Regions from separate parts of the Gossypium hirsutum genome. Here region 1 is linked to region 2. Evidence: chromatin contacts called from public Hi-C data. All regions are on one chromosome and are shown on one strand. The core of a region is the stretch at or near the end of the contact, and the rest is flanking DNA. Distances in the headings are between cores, read along the strand shown.

Region 1 (7,218 bases), core at 445-2,944, 47 kb before region 2:
CAGGCACTGTGGCAGGAACACTCTCCGGAAATGCAGCTGGCTTAGATCCTTTAGCTAACTCAGCTGACTGATATAAATTAACCAACAGAGGAGACGAAGCAATAGAAGAACATAGCATGTTCGGAACGAAATTCCGGCCTGAATTCGGAACCGGAAAGTTAAAAGTAGGTAACGGTACTCGAATCCTAGTAACAAAAGACAAGTTGGCAAGCTTGGAAGCTGATATAAGAGCAACCAATGATGAATTGGACTCCGGTAAGGAATTGGACATGGAAGTTTCAGTATCCGATGTAGGAGATGGGAGTTTAGCAGGAAAATCAACAGAAACAGACGCCATTGCAACAGCAGCAGCTGCCATTAAAGGACGTTGAATGACTCCAGACATGGATCCCATATTGAACCAATATGAACAAATCCCAAATAAACATTACAAATCAGTGCAAAAGTCTCAATTTAACGAGGGTCACCTGCAAAAAGGATAAGAGGATCAAATTATGACCCAACAGATGGAATAAAACACGAGAAAAGCAAGCAAGAATGTGTTAATACAATAAGCAAGCCAAGGTTGACATGTTCTATAGTCAAAGCTTTTATTATATAATTACTGGTCTTATTAAATGAAAGGAAAGGTAACCGAAAATGGGGTTGTCAAAAGATAGATATTGACAGCCTGGCAAGTTGTTGTATAGACAACACAGCGCCCACCGACCATGAACTATAGATTAGATTAAAACATAATGGGGAAAATTAAACAAGAAATAGCGCGTGCTTGGTCAGTTTTTAAAATAGTATCTAATAAACAAATAAAGGACACGGTTTCCTTGTCTAAGTCTTCATGCTTAAAGAACATGACAAAGATTGATGAAGAGCTGACCAATGAGTCCGACGATTTAGGAGCCCGTGGGGGTAGTTTAGACCATGACCCAATTTCCAAATTCCAATAGGATAGGGGTTTCTCGAAAGGAAGACTCTGCCGTGTAGAGGGATAGGAAATGAGTCAACTCGATCACGGCTCTAGTGGAATAACACGGTTAACCAAGAAACTCGAAAACCGTATGGCGGGTCAATTTTTGAATGGTGTTTTTTTTTTTTTTCCTGAGAATAAATTTTGATAAAACGAAACGAAATCACTGAAATAATTAAATATGAAGTTAATGGAATCCAAACGGCGGATGGCAAAACGAAAACCCAATTCAGAAAAACGAAGAATCAAGAAATCTCATTAAAATAATAAGACCAAAGAATTTTGAACCATTAATAAATTAATAAATAAATAAAAGTCACCTTGCTGAATGAACTCAACTGAAGATGAATGTAAAAGCGGATTGGGTCTCTCTTTTTTTGTCCTTTTTGTTTGATTGATAATGAAAAAGAAAGAATGCTGAAGTGTGGGTTTCGCTTTTTCGTGACAGTAAATAATGCGCCCTGCCTCTCTTCTCCTTGCCTGCAAATATATTTCTTCTTGCTTTCCTTGGTTCTTTTCTACCTCTTTATATCTTATATATATACACAAGCGTATGTGTATATATATATATCTTTTGGGTTGTGTTAGTCTCTTAGAATTGCCTGTATTGCACGCTAATAGTTTTCTGTAAGCAACAATATCGCTATTGATTATTTTCTAATAAAAAAAGAAGCAGAAAAAAAACCCAAAGCAGAAAAGGAGGAGGTTTATATATCTATATTTAGCGATAGAGGGAGTTCATATAAAAGAGAGAGAGGTGTCGATTACTCTAAACATGTTTAGAGTTGCTAGTAGGGTTTTGAAGTGTTATCAGTAAAATATGATAAAATGTAATTCAACCCTATTTTGTATAATCGATAATAAAAGAATAAGCGAATTTATTTAACGTGATGATAAAATTTTTAATGTAATTTAGTGACACTATAAGTTCGTATAAAAAAATTGTTCTTTGATCCAAAAGAATGACCTAGTAAAATAGATCGAATGAAGTAATTATATATTGCAATAATAATTTTAAAGTCATTACAATTTTAATAGAAAAAGACATTAATACCTGAACTTAAATTTTGAATTTTGAAATGTCAATACAAAATTTTACGCACTTACTCTTTTGAATTGTTGATACAAAATTATTTTTTTATACGAACAAATGTGAACCATTTTATTATTATAATAATAATAATTTTAAAGCTAAAATATTTAAAAAATTAATTTACTATTTTAAAAAATTTCTGAAACCTTAAATTCTCAGAAACCTTAAATTTTTAAATTTATTTAAAAATTAAGAATAAAATAAAAAATCAACGGTTGATAAACGTCTATGAGTATACAAACTTTCAGCTTTCTTCTTTCTTTTTTATTTCTTTCAACAATTCTGGACGGTATATCCTTCAAAACGGCATTGGCTATCCCTAAATTCTGTCTAAATGAAAACTGAACAATATTTTGCATTAAAAAAACACATTTTATTAAAAGATGAGACGAAACTTTAAATAAATTTCTTAATGAGTTTTAAATTGATTTAGCTTTAATTCATATTTAATATTACTTTTTTAATTAAAAGTATTTATAAAAAATATAAAGTATAAAAACAAATTTTTTAATAATAAATTAAATTCCTGTACATCCGAAAGAAAAAAGAAAATTGGAAGTGCAATATTAAACAATCCATGTAGTTTGGAGGATAATAATATTCCAAAAGATGATGGATGGCATATGCCCATACCCTTTCATTGTTAACATTTGTCCTTTCCTATCTCTCTTTTATTCCAATACGTATATAATTTGGAGTCCACATTTTTTTTCTAAGGGTTTTGAGTTATTTCCACTTCACTAAATGTATGGTATCACTAGAATAACTTATAGAAGTTAATTTTTCTATTTCAGCAATCAAGGTCTCCATTCCATCAACCCTGATGTTACTCTTATATAAGAGAATTATCAAGTGACCACCATTGATGCATTGGAAACTATTATCGAACAACTTTGTTAAGATAAATAATTATGATATTTAATATGAGAGTAAATTTCGAAATGAAGAGGATAAATCATTTAAAATCTAATTTTTATATATCTTTAATGCGGTTAGAGTCTTATTCAATTGGTTTATAAGAATTTTTGTTTACCTTTTTTATTGACAAAGTAAATACGTTTCTAGTGAAAATTTAAAATTTCAAATTTGTATCTCTCTTATATTAAATTTTAAAAAAAATCACATTTCTTAATCAATTACTTGGGTCATGTCTACGTCTTAATTGTTACTTAAGGTTAAAATATCTCTTACTCAAAAAGAGAACTTTTTTTTTCTTTTATTTATTTTAAATTGGTGAAACTATAAATAAAGAAACAATTAAATAGGGATAATTACAACTCATTTGTATTTTTAAAAAATAAATCTCAAAATTATACTTCAACTATGATTTATTGTACAAAATATATATATGAACTTTAATTTTTATATAATTTTATCCATGAAATTTTAATTTAATCCAATTCTTATAAATTATTAACAATTATTGATATAATATACATACATTAATAATTATATTTATTCAATATAAAAAATAAACTAATGTATTTATTTAAATAATTAAATCAAAATTCAAATTCAAATATATTTGAACCACAATTAAAATTTCACCTATATAATTACAACAAATTAAAATTCATATATACAAGTAGACATTAAATCAAAATTAATGTATAATTTTAAAATTTATTTTTTATTAAAAAATATATTTATTTTTCAAATATATATATATATCTGCTGCTTTTAAAACAATTTACGGACACTTCTCATTAACAATAAAAGATAAAAATAAAAACTATACAGTCTTTTCTTTTTAACTTGATAAAATGACTCAATTGTTTTATATATCATTATTTTTTTAATTTATATTTGAAAAAATAAATTCATCATTCGCTTTCAGCAACAAATAAAGACCAAACTTTGTAGGCATAAAGATTACAACTTTTCGATGAAAAATAATAATATACATACTTAAATTTTATGTATGCACTTAAATGGATCGCCTCTTTAGTAACCAAATCGCTTGTAAAAATACTCTCAATTTCTATATGAATTAATTCCTGCCAACGTATAGAATATGCAGCTAATAGCAAAACACCGGAAGCAACTATTGATCAACTAGAAAGAATAATAGTAGTAGATGTGAATATATATAGTTTTTAAGTGTACCTTGTGCTGTTCCTCCTGCCCCACCACTTCTTTTTCACCCTGTCAAGTGCACCTTCTTCGTTTCCGAGTTTATTCAATACGACTTTTGTTTCTCGCAATCTCACAGAGTAATCCTTCTTCCAAGTTTCGAACATCTGCTTTAACCTTCTAAGTTCGCGATCAGGGTTCAGGTTTGCTTCAACCTGACCTGATTTTACTTCCACCAAGAACTTGGCATCATCACCAAAAACTTGACTCCGCTGCTCAAATTCCTCTGCCAACCGGCTTATAACACTCAAACCTGCACTCGTTGGTCTCAACCCGTTGCTCTCAGGGCCATTGTGATTAGTTCCTGTGTCCCAGCTATACTCTCTGTCATCGCTTGCATTATTAACAGATGCATCGGAATTTCTCTCCGAGTCATCAACTGCTAGGCTCTTCTTTGCGATAGAAAGACTGGATTGTAGAGACCTCATTTGTTTCTGCCACACTTCTTCCATGGACTTCATTTTTAGCTCATATTCAGACCAGCGGCTTTCGTATTGTTGGACCCGTTGATGGAGGATGTCATTTTCCTCTTCTTTCTCCCTCAGAGCAGCCTCAGCTCTAAGAACTCGGCGCTGTAGTTCAGCAAGAAATGAGCCCTTGACCATCACCTCATCTGATTCATTCCCCTGTATCAAATTTTATAATCATTTAGTGTCTCAAATACAAACATTATAACTTGATACATATCTAAGCAATAGGAATAACAGAGAAAACTAAAAACTGAGTCTGCATAAAAGTAAAAGAAATTCAGAAACAAAAATGGGGATCATAGGAGTGAAAGATTTGATATGCAAACTGTTTGGAAGAATATTTTTTTAATGGTTCTTTTGGTTTTGCAAGATTGGACCTATATTTTTCAAGCAGGGCAACTGGCTAACAAATCTGTAAAGAACTAATAATAGAAGCAGCATTTTACAAAATAAAAATGATCATTTAACATCACTTTGAATATATTAATAAGGGAATGCTAGTTGATAAATATTAATAAAGAATTACATGAAACGTCAAACCATAAGCAAAATTTATGAGTTAAAACACAAGATGGTCATTGTACCTTAGAGGCCCCGTATTTGAGTAATCCTGTATTTCCAGAGCATCTTCTGACCAACCAACCACGAATAACTGCAGCATAGAGCACAAATAATAGTAAAATTATAAGTACAGTTTTCCACGACATGATTTTGAATCATTATAGATATACAGAAGAAAATGTCCAACGTAAACCAGATTTTTCATACTTAAACCAGCCAAAACCAAATTTTTAAATCCACTCAAGGAGGGCAGTCGACTTGATACATTTTTAAATGTTTTCCTACCATACTTCTTAAACTCCAGAGTTATATTAGAAATGCCCTTTGATGTACTGTTTTTAGCTAATTACAACGTATTTCAATATCTTTAACCTAAACGAACTGGTGGTTGAAATACATAAACATCTCTACCCTCAATATTGTCCTGACCAAGGCAACTGGAAGACCAACCCATGTTCTGTTTTCTGAACTCCAGTTTCAAGGGAAAAAACCTGAATACTAACCTGATTGTATCACAACAGATGCATCACTAATTTCCTTGAATGTTTTCCTGCCATTCCTGCCTTTAATCTGTTTTTGTATAGTAATAGCAGCTCTATGTCTCTGCAGTAAGACGGCATATTCTTTCCTGGTTTTCTCTCCTCTGACAACTGTAGTAAGAGATATAGAAAAATCAGGTCTTAACAGTTTCTCATTTTGCAAAAATATAGCTTCAAAACAATAAAAAGAAAAAGAATATAGCAATACATGACTGAAGGGTAGCAATTCCCCTTTGAAGCTCCTTAAAGCAGTGGCGAGCTTGATGTCCTCTGAAGCAGCTTTGAACACGTAAAATGCCATGAAGAGTGCGATTTCTTGTATCCTCAAGAGCCCCAATCTGCATTGATTATTAATATTCTATCAATTTATGGAGATCAAGAAAAGATGCATGTTGTGAGGTTTTTTGAGCTTTTTATTATCAAGAGAGACAGTAATAGCATCATACGATCTATAAAATCTCAAGAACCTCAATTGCTGAGAGTGTCCTTGTTATTAGCAATTTAAGTCAAGGTTATGAAGTAGACAGATGTTCTTACACATTCCCATTGTCAATTACTCGTATTGGTAGCAATTGTTTCAAAATTCACATGGCTTTCAAATCATTCAAGGCAGAGAGTTGCAAGGATGAGAGGTTGGGTATTGAGTTTGTTTAGAGTCAAACTATGATATCAGCATAATGAAATGGAAGTATTTATATCAAGCAAAAAGTACAAATTATTGTGATGCATATTATATATAAACATATGAATATATGTTACATACTATTATAGTTAAAATGCCAAAAAGAGGTTTGTGAAATTTTTTTACAAGAAAATGCTTCAAGAACTCAGTTCATAGGGAAAATTTTACGTATAAGCACATTATAATTCTTATCTAAACATCAGATTTTAGTATGATGAAAAATGAAAACAATAACATTTCAAGTGGTTCGTGAAAAACCATATATCAGGTCATGGTAAAAGATGGTACAGGCTTTCAACAATTTTAGGCAAAGATCAATGTTGTCAAGAGCACAAGACCCTAAAACTGTTTATCCATATGCTTTCTATTTAATTGGATCATCATTATTCAATAAAAAAGGAAGTTAAACATCACCAAACTTCAACTAACATCCAACCAACATCAATCCCCTCCCCCCATTCCTAAAAGTGAGCACCGTCAAGAAAAAGAGGGAGGTGGTGTTATAAAACAATAAAGAGCATAAATGACACATGATGAACCAATCATAATTCTTTTATTATACCTGACCAGTACGGAAAAACAATTTTGTATAGCCAACTTGGTACATCTCAGGCAAAATGTTGAACTGATGAAGAATTGCAACTGAAACACTGAGTGGATCTCGCGAGGCAACATTCTCCAGTAGAAGAAAACCATACCTGAGAAAAGGTGCAAAACAAACCAAAAACACCCATGCTTAATGATTATGCACACACTGTCAAAACCATGTAAAAATC
Region 2 (7,257 bases), core at 3,928-6,427:
TTTGGTAAACACATAATAACATTTTTGTGGCATTTTAAAAGAAGCGCCGCTAAAGTAACATCTTTTGCGGCGTTTTAACAAAAACGCCACTAAATACATAAAAAACGGTCACGTTTTGGTAAACACAAAATAACATTTTTGCGGCGTTTTAATAAAAACGCCACTAAATACATAAAAAAACGGTCACGTTTTGGTAAACACAAAATAACATTCTTGCGGCGTTTTAAGATAAGCGCCGCTAAAGCAAGATCTTTTCCGGCGTTTTAACAAAAACGCCACTAAAAACATAAAAACGATTTCGTTTCGGTCAACACAAAATCCAACAAAACGGCAACGTTTTTATTATAACCCATTGAAATTTTGTGGCGTTTCCAACGCAGCGCCGCTAAAGGCTGACGTTTTCGGCGTTTTACAAAAAACGCCACTAATAAATCCTACACCACGGCAGCGTTTTATTAAAACAGAATCACATTTTGCGGCGTTTTTGACATAGCGCCGCTAAAGGATGATCTTTTCCGGCGTTTTACCAAAAACGCCAGTAAGAAATCTTACAGAACGACAACGTTTTTATTGAAACAAAATCACATTTTGCGGTGTTTTACCCAAAACGCCACTAATATATCCTATAGAACACTGCCGTTTTTATTGAAACAAAATTCCTTTAAATTAAATTTGTTTCTATATTTCAAAGTTTTAATTATTTCGTAAATTCCTTTCAATTAAATTTATTCTGGTCAACGCTATATATTTAATTTGTAAAATTTTATAATTGTGTATGAAAATAATTTTTAATAATATGAAAACTGGAGCTGGATATATATGTTTCCCTTGATGAAGAATACGTAGTTTTTTGTATTAAAGAAGACAGACCTGATAATGTTACGATAGAATCGAACAAATTAGAAGGATCAAAACAATCCGAAAAAAGTTCATGATTGGTTAATAGAAATTAATTTAATATAATTCTATTCATTTGACTCTTAATTTTAATTACTTCAAGTACTCGTGTCTAAAACTTGTTTCAAACACGTCCACGAACATATGACATTCTAAGAACCCTACAAGTAAGGGTCAAAAAAGCTTGATTAGATAACACTAATCAATCTAAACCCTAAACACATAACCCTTAAATCCCTTAAACCCTAAACCCAAATCATAATCCCTAAACCTAGCCTAGACCCTGAACCCTAACCCGTAAACCTTAAACCCCAACCCCAACCCGTAAACCTTAAACCCCAACTCATAAACCCTAAACTGTAAACCATAATCACTAAACCCATAATTTGCATAAACCTTAATTAAACCCTAAACTCCGACCCTAAACACTTAAACCATAAAACCTACATAATCCCTAACCCCTAAATCTTATACCTTAAACCATAAACCCTAAACTATAATGATAATTAATTCAATATTTTAAAAATAATACTATCTCTTTTACGATTATATAAGAAACTATTTAATATATAAATTAAAAATAACCATTCCTGTACCCAATAAACTTAATTTAAAATTATTTTAAACAACAATCTCTTCATTTTTCCCGTTTTTAATAAATATTTTTATTTATTTTTACTTTCAAAATTTCTTGTACGTGTCATTATTTTTTACTAAATAATTTAAAATATTTTAATTAATATTTTCTTAAAAACTAGAGCATTAGCGGCGCTTCTTAAAAAACGCCGCAAAATCCCCAACCAAAGACTCGAAAACTAAGAAAACGATGTCGTTGGGCTTAGGCTTTTTGCGGCGCTTTTACAAAAACGCCACTAAAGCCTCCCAAACTAAGAAAAACGATGTCGTTGGGCTTCGGTTTTTTGTGGCGATTTTTAAAAAATGCCGCTAAAACATTGAGCATTAGCGGCGCTTTCCCGAAAACGCCACCAAAGCCTCGAAAACTAAGAAAATGATGTCGTTGGGCTTAGGTCTTTTGCGGCGCTTTTTAAGAAACGCTGCTAAAGCCCTGAGAATTACTTGCACTTCTCAAAAAACGCCACCAAAGCCTCGAAAACTAAGAAAAACGACGTCGTTTGGTTTAGGTTTTTAGCGGCGCTTTTTAAGAAACACCGCTAATGCTCATTATTAGCGGCGTTTTTGTAAAAGCGCCGGTAATACTGATATTTAGCGGCGTTTTTTTTAAATCGCCGCTAATGCTTAATTTTTAGCGGCGTTTGTTGTCCAATCGCCGCTAAAAGCGCCGCTAAAAGTCTGTTCTGGTGTAGTGTAGGTAACATGCACAACGACACGTTACCTCTCTAGTTTTGACACATAACCTTAGAGGTATCTTTGAAGGGGCCTCCTCACGAGTAGGCGAGCTGGGGCAATAAGCTGAGAGGTGGAGCTAGAGAGTGGCGAATAGACTAGTTGAAGAACGGGGAGGTGGCGAACTACGAATTAGCTAGCTAGAGAACAAATGAGTTAGGGAAGGTGGCGAGCAAGCGGGGTGGCGAGCAAGCGGAGTGGCGAGCTAGATGACATCCCTTCCTCAATTGGGTCGAGATTCAAATCACCCGGGTGGACCGAATTTTAGGTTTGTGAAGTATTATATAACAGCAATATAGTAAGTGACCGACCAATGGGGTCCCAACTTAGTTGTAAAATTACCATAAACATATTATTTTTACAAAGCATCAAATATTATTTTAAAGGTATTTTTGTTTTTTGTTTCTACTTTTATATAAAATCTAAAAAAAAAATACATACATATGATGATATTTGAACCCAAAGCACAATGACATTCACTCCCTCAACTTTACTATTTTAACTAAAGTCATGTTTAATTTTCATGTCAATTTTTTATAAATTTATTACATAATTTTTTCACCCACATCGTGGGTGTGTCATAATCTAGTATGATTATATTAGAATAAAATGTAATTTATAATAATTAAAATATTTTATAACTAATTCGAGTTTTATTAATTTTAATTAAAAATATTGAATATAAAGATCGATGATAACAAAAATAAATAAAATAATAAGTAATTTATAAATGGTAAAGTTTTCATTTTATTTAATATTGATTTAGGTAGTGTTTAGAAAGTATCCCAATAATTAAATTTGGATGTGATTGTTTGTAATTATTAAGGTGTAACATGTTCGAGTAGCCATTGTAATTGATGGGTCCTCCCTTGAATTGAATGTAATTGGAGCACCCAAATTTACTTTCCAATTCTTAGGAAAGAGGTTGAAAATTGAGGTAATTACACGGGTAATTACAAGCAATTACCAATTGTCCTATGACTTTTCAAACATATATAAATGATTTAAGTTTAATAAATTATTTTTATTCAAGTTTATAAAAGTTATTTTTTATACAAAAATAATAAAATATTTTAATTCTAGGATATATAAATTATTTATTTAAAATATAATTATATATTTATTATTAGATAAAAATGCTTTGTTATTGGACATATCAAGTCCAAGCATTCCAAGCAAATTTTGACTTAATAACAAATTAGGTTTATAAAAATCATATTATAAATTCTATATTATTGTTTGGCATGTATTTCAACATCTTAAAATAAGTGTTATAAAAACTATCTAGCACTTTATAAACCAATATTTATAAAATTTATATTAATTGTGATTTAATTTGTGTGGAATAATAGTAATCAAAATATTATCAAAATAGTTATAAAATTGAGTTGCTGTTGGACCCTAATATAAGTTAATTTCAAATTAGTTGGTTTGCATCTCAATTTCTAGAGTGCTATAAAAAAATATGGTTTGGGAGAGATCTCGAAATAGATTAAAAATTGGATCTAGTAATCCATTAATATTATCATCATCACCTTGTTGTTATTTAATTTTATTTTTCTTGTAAATTATTCAAATTGTTACATACTATTTTTGTATGAAAATATTATGTAGTGATGCTAGTTATGCAATTCAAAAAATTTTCTTGTACCACATCGTGGGATACAATATCATTTGAGAGAATGTAGCCAAATACAAAAATTAAAGGCAAATTGCGAACTCTTTAAATTATGGTATTCAAAGTTACGAAATATGGTTGATAAGATATTTTTATTCAAAAAAAAGTTCCCATATTAACATTACACCTCAATATAATCTAAAAACCAACGTTAAATGATGCTGGTATGTTGCTTACTTTGTAACTTTATTCGTAGGTGGAATTGGAATGATCAATATTTTAAAGAGTAAATTGAAGAAGAAGATCCTAATAATTTGAATGATATATATTCATATTATGATTCATAGGATGAACAAATTGGTCAAGAACCAAAATATGATGATAATGGCTATATGTTAAATGTTATAGAGGGAGAGCAATTAAATAAAATTAGATATGATGTTTATTTTTCTTATTATTTTTATTAGTAATCATCTGAATTGACATTTTATATATACTGATTTGTTTTTTGTTACTTTTTTAGAATTTTTTTAAAGTATTATTGATAATTTTTATAATAGTTAATATTTAAAAAAAATGTTAAATTATGTAACTAAAGAATTATAATTTGTATCACCAAATATGACACAGAGAATTATTATGTAATTACAATTTTTTAACTAAATGCTTTTCTCGAATTACTCTTTAGTATCCAAACACAACCTTAATAAATAAATCTTAGAAGTTTGTTGATTTTTCATAGAAGAATAAGTGAGTAATTTTCAAATAATAAAATAGATTTGAATGCTTTTCCTTTTGTATTTGTGGTATTTTTTCTATGTCCTCTAGAAAAAAAAAATCCAATTGTTGATGATGACAACTAGGCATTAGGTGCAAGGTTTAAGTAGTGATTGGATTAAGGCAACAAATTATTGCAATTGAAGCAAGCTCATACATGTATATATTCTCAAGCTTTTTTTGGGAGGAGTCGGGGAAAAATCTAAGGAAGGAAATGCCTATCATGCATTGTCCCATGTGTTTCCAACTTCCAATTACAGAATAATAATAATAAAAAAGAAAGTAGGTTTGTAGACAAAGTAGCTCAATTATTAAAGGGGTTTTTGACTTGACAAAAACCCAAAGAGCCAGCCCATTTGGTATATCAGAAAATGACTGCCCAAAATTGCCTTCCATTTGAGCAATTTTTTGCTTTTGTGATGCTTGCTTGCTTGATGGTCAGTGGTCAGTCACCTAGTATCCTTTTTAAAACATGGCACCTAATCTATAAGGAATTAAGAATAAGAAACTATATTATATAGATATGGGGACCTAATTCATGCATGTATACATATGAGAAGATGGCAGAAAGTTGAGTGAAGGGTCCCCACTGGGTTAGATTAAAGGTTATGGGTCAGGCTTATTTGTCATGGTCCTTTTTATTGCCTTGGGTTCAATTTGGTAATAATTTCTAGTTTTTTGATATTTTTTGGGTGTTTTTATTTTAATCATTCAAATAAAATAAATTTATAATTTGATCACTGTCATTACAATAATTTATTGTTTTCATCATCCAATGTTAAAGAATGATTGTGCGCATGACATGTCATTAATTTTGACCTTTTTGACTCCCTGTTAGTGTTCATCATATTCTTCATCAACCCATACACATAATTCCTTTCCAACTCTTAAATAAATGAAAAACGTGTTTGAGTGTGTTCGACCTCATGTCCTTCCAGTTCTGCAATAGCAATAACACCAACTGAGCTAAGGCTCAATCAACAAATATGATATATCTATACTAATTAAAAAAATCCTTGATTGAGTTGGTATTACGAGACAACCAAGCACCAACTTGGTTAAGAAAATTACAAAAAATGTCTTTTTATATTTAAAATAAGTCATATTATTTAAGGGTATTTTAGTCTTTTTAATTTAAAAATAATAAAAAATATTCATATGGTTGGATTTGAGCTCACACCAATTACATTGGTAAAACTTTAAATTTACCACCTAACTAAGATTTAATTTTATTATGCACACTTTATTATCTTTCACCAATTGTACATCTGTAATTACTTACTATTAATAAAATCCCTAATTGAGTTAGTGTCATGAGTCTATTGGACACCAACTAGATTATAAAAATTATTAAAATATCACTCCATATTTAAAATAAGTTATATTATTCAAGGGTATTTTAATATTTTAATTTTAAAAAATAAAAATATACATATAGTGAGACTTAAACTCATAGTAATTACATTAGGAAAACCTTAAATTTATCACTCAATCAAGGCTTTATTTTGATTTATTTATACATTTAATTTTATTATGCACACTTTATTAGTTTCAACTATACATTTCATTATTTATTGTATGTTATTTTAAACACAAATTTTTTTAAATATGTAATTTCCACATGCATACACATGTGATAAAACTTCTAGCATATATGTATTGTACAAATTTCTATTAGGAAAATTATTTAGTACACTAATGGTGGTGTACTTTTTAAACTCCATAAATAAAATTAAGGGTTGATAAGTGTTTTATATAAAAAAAATTTAAAAAAATATAAAATTTTTAAAAATATTTTTGGAATAAAATAAATACCAAATATTCACTTTCTTTTTTAGTATATATTAAACGTGTAATATTTCGTTTTATAAATCAAACCAATTCAGTTTTTCATATGTGAATAAAATGAAGTGCTACTCTTTTAAAAGCTTTACATTACTTACCCAAAGTGTTAAGCCCAAAGCTCTGGGCATTCAGATCAGCAAGTGGGCTTCTCACCATGTCACTTTTTTTTTGGTTAAATTCTGTTATTAGTTCCTATTAATTTGATATTTTTAGCCTTATATTTTTAAAATTTTGAATTTCAATCTTGATTAAATTGTAATTGTTAAATTAGTTAAGTATTGATATGTGTTTGTCAAAAAGATTTTAGAATAATAGGACTTAATTAATTTAATGATTATTACTTGTGTTAAGACTGAAATTTCAAAACTTAGAAAGAATAAGGACTAAGAATGAAAAAATTGGAGAACTTGGATTAAATCTACAAATTTACATAAAATACATGGCTAATATTAGAATTTAACCAAACGGATAGGGTGAGCGTTCAATCGAATCGAGTGAAAAAATTTAGAGTTAATTGAGTTCACGAGTCCTATTTTATCATCCTAACTCAATTTAAAATTTTTTGAATTAAGTCAAGTGAAATGGAATTCGAGTTGAGTCGAATCGAGTGAAACTGGTCTAGTTAAATTTTAAAAATTAAACATGTCAAATAAAAATATTGTTACAGTATAACTATTTCCATGTTAGAGACATAAATTTAAAACCATATATATTTGAAAAAAAATTTCAAAAAAAAGAAGATACTTGAGTAATCA

What was found. A called contact is a pair of places that touch in the nucleus more often than the background predicts.
Region 1: a Hi-C map of leaf shows a contact between it and region 2, with 2.4 times the contacts expected there. The contact joins the promoter of LOC107886879 here to the enhancer-like site in region 2. A contact is called at or near these places in 18 of 34 Hi-C or Micro-C datasets (anther, callus, cotyledon and 5 more).

Annotation. Positions count from the first base shown.
Region 1 is chrA03:107,805,818-107,813,035 of Gossypium_hirsutum_v2.1, reverse strand. It overlaps LOC107886879 (transmembrane protein 53), which reads right to left and starts at 1,694. Exons shown (of 5, transcript XM_016810974.2): 1 at 1,285-1,694; 2 at 1-467. The coding sequence starts at 394. LOC107886881 (myosin-1) reads right to left here. Exons shown (of 24, transcript XM_016810976.2): 20 at 7,005-7,140; 21 at 5,969-6,098; 22 at 5,725-5,871; 23 at 5,245-5,312; 24 at 3,904-4,816. The coding sequence ends at 4,154.
Region 2 is chrA03:107,762,116-107,769,372 of Gossypium_hirsutum_v2.1, reverse strand. No RefSeq gene overlaps it. Among protein-coding and RNA genes, the nearest start is that of LOC107886881, 30 kb to the left of the region's middle. Within about 2 kb of position 5,177, at least 3 of the 9 cell types and tissues checked have an H3K27ac peak or open chromatin away from gene starts, as enhancers often do. A contact at or near this core is called in hypocotyl and leaf, where this site is marked.